2 separate regions of the Mus musculus genome follow, and region 1 is linked to region 2. A link is a contact called in public capture Hi-C data. All regions are on one chromosome and are shown on one strand. Each heading gives the region's core, a stretch centred on a gene start, on an enhancer-like site or on the middle of the called end of the contact. The rest is flanking DNA. Distances are from core to core; before and after follow the strand shown.

Region 1 (4,097 bases), core at 1,300-3,799, 130 kb before region 2:
TGACTTCTGATCTCAATGGCCCGTGCCTTATACAAGGACACCCTGCATCTACCTTTAAAATATTCTCAGTCGCTAAAAGCTAATCCCTCCTCACCAGCAGGGCTCAGTAGCAGTTCTACATGAAGGATTTGAAAATGCTCAGAAATACAAACAGCTGCCTTTACCCCCCCTCCCCCCACCAGCATTTATGTGGTATTTGTTTGTTATTTTAAGGCCACTCCCGTCCTTCTGTGGCCATTCCTTCCAGCATCTGGACTTCTCCTAAAGTCACCTGCTTCAAGACACACCTTTTAACACTCTTGAAAAACCCTCGAGAAAACTCATTCCATGAAGACTTTTGCTCATGGCCCACACTTCCTGCTAGCTTGTTAAGATGACGCCAATAATGCTTGTTCATGCAGTAAGCATGTCTACACAGCATTTCCTTCTAAGCTTTTGCTAAATCCACCAACAATGAAACCAGGCAGCAGGCCATGATTACTGTCCCCATTTACTACATATACACAAACTTCTCTGGGCAGAATCCAATGTGATCATTTCTGCATGCTCAGCAAATCACACAAACATTGCTTAACAAATAAGGAAGCAAGAAGCGGATATGGGATGGGTTAAAGACAACCCAAATCCTGACTGTTGATACAGTTCTCAGAAAAGAAATACGAACAAAAGTACATTAAACATTTAAAAAAAATGCATAGTACAAATGTGCAATTGTTTATATCCAAATGGAACCAGCCAAAAGGATGGACAGGGGCTGGTGGAATTCCCAGCAGGTAAATGCTGCTTCGCTGCCAAGCCTAAGAACTGAGTTACAGCCCTGGGACCCTCGTGGTGGAAGAAGATTCAATTCCTGTGAGCTATCCACTGACCTGCACATGTTGTTTCACTGTACACGTGTATACACACACACACACACACACATTTCTGAGCCTGCACTAAGATGTAGATATACCTTCCAGAAGTAACACAAAAACTGCCTGAAAATGAAGTATTAACACTGTTGTTTCATATTTCCATTTCTGGTTAGGAAAAGAGTATATAATGTGGCTATAGCCCCTGAGAAACTGAAATGTATTTATTTATATGAAGTGTCCATGTGGGTATGCACATGCCTGTGCAAGTATGCGTGCCTGTGTGGGTGTGCATTCATGTGTGAGTGTGCATAGATCAGAAGACAATCTTCACTGTGAGTCTCAGGATGCTATTCACCTCCTATGCGACAGGGGCTCTGGCTGACCTGGAGCTCACCAATGAGGCTAAACTAGCCAGCTAGCAAGCCTCAAGGCCCTCCTCACTTACAAACACATGCTACTTTGGTTCTGGGAATCATAATAAGCTGGACGTGAGGTTTTAATGTGCATTTAAATAGCCACATGTGGCTGGTAGTAAGACTAAGGACTGAAGATCAGGCCTTCAAAGACAGACTGGACTACACAGCCAGACCTTCTCTTCCTCCCTCCTCCTCCTCCTCCTCCTCTTCCTCCTTCCTCTCTCTCTCTCTCTCTCTCTCTCTCTCTCTCTCTCTCTCTCTCTCAGGAGAACAAGACTTTATTTAAGTTTGGGGGCTGGGAAGATGAGATGGCTCAGTGGTTAAGAGCACTGGTTGCTCTCTCACAGCACCTTGGTTCAACAGCACCCACATGGCAGCTCATGTTGTCCAATTCCAGGGGCCTTTCATCTGGATTCAGAAAGCACCGATACGTACTACACATACATGAAGGGATGTAATGTCGATTACAGTAATTAATAGGGATCTGTGAATGGTGCCCACAGGAGTCTTCCTCTCTTTTTTTAATGCTTATCTGAGAATTTTAATTCTAACAAGGACCTTCAGCATCTAATGAAGTCTCCCTGCCCCAGGGCAAATAAACAGCAATAGTGAGTTATAAATTGGGGGGGTGGGCATTGTATCCAAGGCCCATTCAGAAATGATAGTGCTTAGAAGCTCAGCAGTGAACTACGTTAAAAAGGAAATTAATAATTGTAAATAGTCCACAATATGCCAGGCACGGTATGAGATCCTTTATAGCCACTGAAATATTTTACCCTCACAATCTCCATGATTCCAACTAAGTGACTCTGGGGCCAGGTGAGGAAGTATGCACCTGTTAGGCCAGCACTTGCAAAGGAGAAAGAGGTGAGAGTATCAGGTCAAGATCACTCTCGGCTACACAGCCACTACTCGGAGGCCAGCCTCAGCTAGACAGTATATAAGTAACTCTAGAGAGTAGAGCCATCAGAATTCTAGCCCAGCTCCAGTACTTCCACACCACACATCACCTCCTCTGAGTTGACCCCCTGTCAGGAGCTGTCACCCTCAGGCTCATGGCTGAAGTGCTTGGGTCCCCAGCCCTCCAAGATTACAGCTTCCAGTGATCTCTGTCTAGGACACTGGAAGTTAACTGGAGCTTAACCAGGCTCAGGCAGCCCCTCCTTTCCAAGAAAGCGATGACAGCTGCCTTTCTTGGCCTTCTTACAGATGTCGCTACCTTTACACTGCCAGAGCCGCCTCTAAGAGGACCGCAGCCAAAAGCAGAGCTTAGCACAGCCAACAGTTGCTGAGTCATCTCTAGTGTCTGGAGGTCACAGTGCAAGGGAGCACCATTCAGGGAGCTCATTGAACTTCTTCATTTCTCAGAACCCTGACTCAAGCTTCTTCCTCAGCCCCTTAAGTCATCTGATCCACCTGATTCCCCAGAAGGAATCTTCCTGACTCAAGAGGATCACTCCTCTCTCCAAAGGGAGGACCATCTTGTGTTTCCTCACCTGGGAGCCTTGGCTAAACACAAAGTAAGATGCTAAGAAAACATACATCAGCAAAAACATTATATAAGAATGCTTAGAAAGCCATGCAGTGGTAGCACACGCCTCAAGAGCCAATGCTCAGTTTTTTCACCCCATTTCTCTGCTTCTTACACATACCTGACAGTGTTTTCCAAATTCACTAATTGCAACTGACACAAGGCCAGCGTTCATTTATCTGCAGTTGTCAAATTATTGTTGGACCAAAAAAGTGTAGTGCTGTAGATCCACATACGTGACATTCATATTCTTTTTGGTAACCAGAACATTGCACAATCCTAACAGTCGTGAAATCTACACTATTTAATCTACTTCAGGTCTACGAGATGGCTCAGCCTGTACAAGTATTTGCCGCAAAAGCCTTGTGACCACAGACCCCTAGGACCCACATGGAAGGAAGGAGAGAACTGACTCCCAAAACACTCCTACCATCACCACATGTGTGCTGTGTCACGCACATATGCACAAACACACACATGTTCCAAATGTAATAAAAATTAATTATACCTCAATAAAGTTATGGAGTCTCCCCCTAAGATAAGCATAACAGATAAATGGCAGGAGCCCAGAATTTCAGCTGTTAAGAAAGCCAAATGGTGGTGTTTCTTTTTTTTCAAGAACTCTTCTCTAAATTCAGTTAAGTCTTCACAAATTGAATCAAGAATCGAAAACAAAAAGAAACGCCAAGATCACCTCCAAGTCATAGATAAGAAAGTCAAGTCTTAGTCATACATTAGAGTCCAGATGATCCACAGAGAAGAGAATATAAAACTAAAATGTGGTAGGGGGGCAGGGGTTAGACTGTCAAAAGACTGAGGAATTCTTCTCGTCGGAATTAAGCTTAGCATGCATTCCCAGTTACCAAATATAAATGGATTGGTTGACATCTTAATTTAGGAGTATCTGCCACATGCCAAATCCTATTCTAAGCACAACTTAATCCTTCTACATAAACTACTGTCTTTAAACAACAGCAAAATTAGGTTTACTGGGGCCTTGCCTAAATCCTTCTGACCATTGCTGTTAGGTGAGCGAGGGCTGGCAACAAAACTAGTTAGCAGGAAGTAATACCCTCAGCTAGAATCGCCTGCCTTCAACATCTAATCACATGCAGGACACAGAACCCCTGTTCTCTCACTGCAAACAGTTACAGCCTCAATCAAAGTGTTCCATCCATGAAATGGTTCCCAACAAGAAACTATTCTTGGGCACTGCAAACAAAACTGTTCTTCAAGGATTAAGTTCACACAGACATAGTATTAAAAATATATGGAAAAAAAAAAACATAGTAACTA
Region 2 (3,737 bases), core at 980-3,479:
TGTCACAGGGGGTGGGCTCTGAGGCTATAGAAACCAGGCCCAGTGGCTCCTTCCCTACCCACTTCCTGTTGTCTGTGAATCCGGATGTAAAACTCTGCAGCGCCACATCTGCCTGTGTACTTTCAGGTTGTCCTCCATGCTGATGCTGACTAAACCTCTGGGACTCCAAAGCCAGCCCCAATTACATGTCTTCCTTTCTAGAATTGCTGTGGTCATGGTGTCTCTTCTCAGCAATAGAACACCAACTAAGATAGCATAAAAAAGATTGTTCACCATGATCAAGTTGATTTTTTATCTCAGAGATGGACATATGGCTCAATAGATGTAAATCAACAAATGCTGCAAACTTCACCAAATGAACTCAAAGACAGGAATCACATGATCATCTAAGTAGAAACGGAACAGGCTTTTGAAGAAATCCAGTGTTGCTTCTTGTTAAAAGTCCCAAAGCTCAGGGCATGGTGAAGCATGCCTTTAACTCCAGCATGGCTGGCAAAAATCCGAGTTAGCGGCCAAGCTGATGTACATGTGGCAAGATTCAGGACAGCCAGAGCTAAAAAAACCCTGACTCAAAAAAAAAAAAAAAAAAAAAAAAAGTCTTAAGAAACTCAGAATAGAAGGACCACATCTCGATATAATGAAAGCTATATATGACAAACCTATAGCCATCATTTTCTAAAATGAGGGGGAAATCACTGTATTTCCATTTATTGTGATAAAGATAAGAATGTTCATCTTCTTAACTCTTGTTCGATATACTACTGGAAGTTTTAGCCAGAGCAATCATGCAGGGGAAGCAAGCAAAAAAGATGCAGGCAGGAAAAGAAGAAGCCAACACACATCTCTAGTGCAGATGATATAACTTTGTATGGAAGAGACCCAACATGCAAGAGTCCCTAAAGACTCCACCAGAAAATTTCCAAAGATTATTTGAGAATGTCATACATATATACAATGTATTTTGATCATATCTACCCCCATATTCCCACTCCTGATCCCAACTTCAACTTCATCACCTCCTCCCCCCGCCCCCACAGTAAAATAACTCACAGAGTCCCGAGTCTAATTAGCACTAATCATAGGCATATGGGTGTGGGCCACTTACTGGAACATGGACAATTTATCAGTGGCAGTGGTACCCCAAATGGAGGAGGTGTCTCCTTTCCTCAGCAGCCATCAGCAGCCTACAAACCACTCAGCCAGGAGTTTAGCCATTTGAGTCTCTCCCACTCGTCCAAGCTGGAATCCTCGCTGGTCTGGTGCCGGTAACCAACCGCAGCTCCTGGGTAAAACGGTCATGTCATGTCCAAAGGTTGCGTTTTACAGCACCCCTTCCAATCCTCTGGCTCTTACACGATTTCCCTTTTCCTGTGACATGCGCCGAGCCTTAGCCGCGCACATCTACGGATATGAACATACCAAGAAGGCAGTTTAACAACACGATCATTAGGCAAAACAGCAATAATCCGTTCCAGTACACTGCTCTTAAGATTTTGGTCTCAGGGGAAAAAAAAAAAATCTTTTTAATGAATTTTTAATTGAGCTTAAAAAAAATGTGATCTCAATAACTCTTTTTGTTCCCAAGAATTACTGAATCTTTACATTTGAAACTAAAGTGGAGAAATGTCAAAAATATTTACATACTGATTCATTAAAAAGTAATTAGCACATTATATGTCACCATAATAAATTTTTATAAAAAATTCAAAATTAAACAAATTTAGTACAAAAAAAAAAGTCATCTTACTTTTTTTTTTTTTTTTTTTTTGAGAAATTTCACATCTGGCTTAATGGAAAACAGCTGCATTCTGAAGACTTCATTTGCATCCAATATGTGGCAAACGTGTTATTTTGGTTCAAGCAAATGAGGGAAATCTAGCCTTTCGCAAATATGTAGTTGGAAATAAAGAAGTGCTTAAAAACCTTTACAGAAAACTAGAAATACAATTGGCAGGGTTTCAACGGTAAACAGCAGAGAGGAATCTGAAACCGTATCAGGAACTGGAGAGACGCCTGAGCCTTTGAGAGCACTCCACTGCTTGGGTGTGTGTGCGCCTTTAACTCCCGCAGGGAAACCCAGGTTAGCCTACTCTCCATGGAGAGCTCCGCAGCCAAAGAGACATAGTCAGACTCCGTCTCAAATAAGGAAAGAGAAAACATCAAAAGATCAGAGGATGCAAGTTTGGTCTCAGCACCCACGTGGCTAAGTCCAGTTCCAGGGATCAGACGCCCTCTTCTGGCGACCTCAGGTACTGTACTCCTGTGCACAAATCCACCTCACCCCACTCACACACACATAATACACATAATTAAAAATAAGATAGAGATGTGTTTCAGACCCGTATCAATGGTCTTTTCATACCGTGTCACGAAAACTCATCTGGCTTCTTTTGCTTTCTGAGAGGATCTGCTTTCAGGAACTCCAAGAATCACTGTTCTTTGGAAACCTTCTGTATTTTTCGGTTGTGAAATGTACTTGGAAATTTATTTTTATTCAGGCAGGGCAAGTGCAGCTAATCACGAGATGTTCGCCACTGAAAAGCCAATGTGCACCTGTGAACTCCACTTTCTCAGGAAGTCGAGGCAGAATTGCCGCAGCTCAGAAACTGAAGCCAACTTGGTTTTTTAAAAGGGGAAGGGGTGGAGGAGAAGAGGAAGATGGAGAGGGGAAGGGAAAGTTTATTTTTTACAGCTCGAAAGAAGAAAGGCAGTTTAGTTCAATATAAGGCTAGGTGGTCAGCCCCGGGGAATTTAGGTGGAGGGAAGGTGGCAGACAGGGCCTTGCCTGGACTTAAGACTGGCTTTTTTGCATCAGAGGTATGAATATAGGAGTGTTGTCTGCTCTCTTTAGGAACTGGACACTTCTACAAAGGACAGCCCCCGCCACCCCCCCCCCCCCTGGAGTGACAAGGCTGCAACTTATCAAAACACCATGTAATATAGAAAATGAAAACCATGATTAATAGACTCCTCAAGTTGGCTTCATTGCTTTCTCATAATATACCAGAGACATTTCTCTTTCCATTTTCATAATTGTTAATCCTTATATTTATTTTATCCCTTTGAACTTTTATTGCCCATCGAAAACTGAGCTCCAAGCTCCTCTGTATTTTGAAGACTTTCCTAATGATAATCATATATTGCTTTGCATCACTACTCAAATTGTCTCATGTGGTTATTTAACGTTTCATGGATAAGCTATGTCTCTCCGACTAGACAATGTCTTGAGATCAGCAACCTCATGGCATACTGTTCAATACTGCTGAGATCTTCCGGAGGGTCTCTCTTTATTGGGTAAACCTTCAGCCATTGCGTAGGAACACACCCCTAGCTTTCTTGCTCTGTCTAGCTGGGCCGTTCCCATCTCTCTGGATCTTTACTTACTTGGTTGCCTCTGTGGTCTTTCCCTTTGGACTAGATAGGTGTTTATCATTGCGCCTCTGGTGATGCCCTTGCCTCCACATGTATTCTGAGTTGTTCCTCAATTTTCCTTTGGGTTGTAGGAACAGTTAGATAGATACAGAGTCTGTTATTGTGGACCTTGTACAAATTTGTGTGGCATTGTGGCTCCAAAGTCTATTCTATCACAGTTTCCAATGCTTTGAAAATTCTCATTCATGGTGGTGTCATTGAAGTAACACTTTAAAGATTTGTGATTATTATTTTTTGATTGTATATATAAGTGTGTGTATGTGGGTATGTGCATGTGAGTGCAACTCCTGAAGAGGCCAAAAGAG

What was found. Capture Hi-C pulls out chosen DNA fragments and counts their contacts.
Region 1: a capture Hi-C map of bone marrow-derived macrophages shows a contact between it and region 2, with 2.2 times the contacts expected there. The contact joins two enhancer-like sites. A contact is called at or near these places in 5 of 484 Hi-C or Micro-C datasets (the HPC-7 cell line, embryonic fibroblasts, nephron progenitors and 1 more), 6 of 115 datasets of contacts at active chromatin or transcription factors (bone marrow-derived macrophages, craniofacial prominence, fibro-adipogenic progenitors and 2 more) and 1 of 9 other capture datasets (bone marrow-derived macrophages).

What each region holds. Positions count from the first base shown.
Region 1 is chr2:52,893,618-52,897,714 of GRCm38.p6, reverse strand. The region is part of intron 1 of Fmnl2 (formin-like 2); the gene reads right to left. Among named protein-coding and RNA genes, the nearest start is that of Fmnl2, 38 kb to the right of the region's middle. Within about 2 kb of position 2,549, at least 91 of the 459 cell types and tissues checked have an H3K27ac peak or open chromatin away from gene starts, as enhancers often do. A contact at or near this core is called in bone marrow-derived macrophages and fibro-adipogenic progenitors, where this site is marked.
Region 2 is chr2:52,761,638-52,765,374 of GRCm38.p6, reverse strand. No RefSeq gene overlaps it. Among named protein-coding and RNA genes, the nearest start is that of Stam2, 21 kb to the right of the region's middle. Within about 2 kb of position 2,229, at least 78 of the 459 cell types and tissues checked have an H3K27ac peak or open chromatin away from gene starts, as enhancers often do. A contact at or near this core is called in bone marrow-derived macrophages and fibro-adipogenic progenitors, where this site is marked.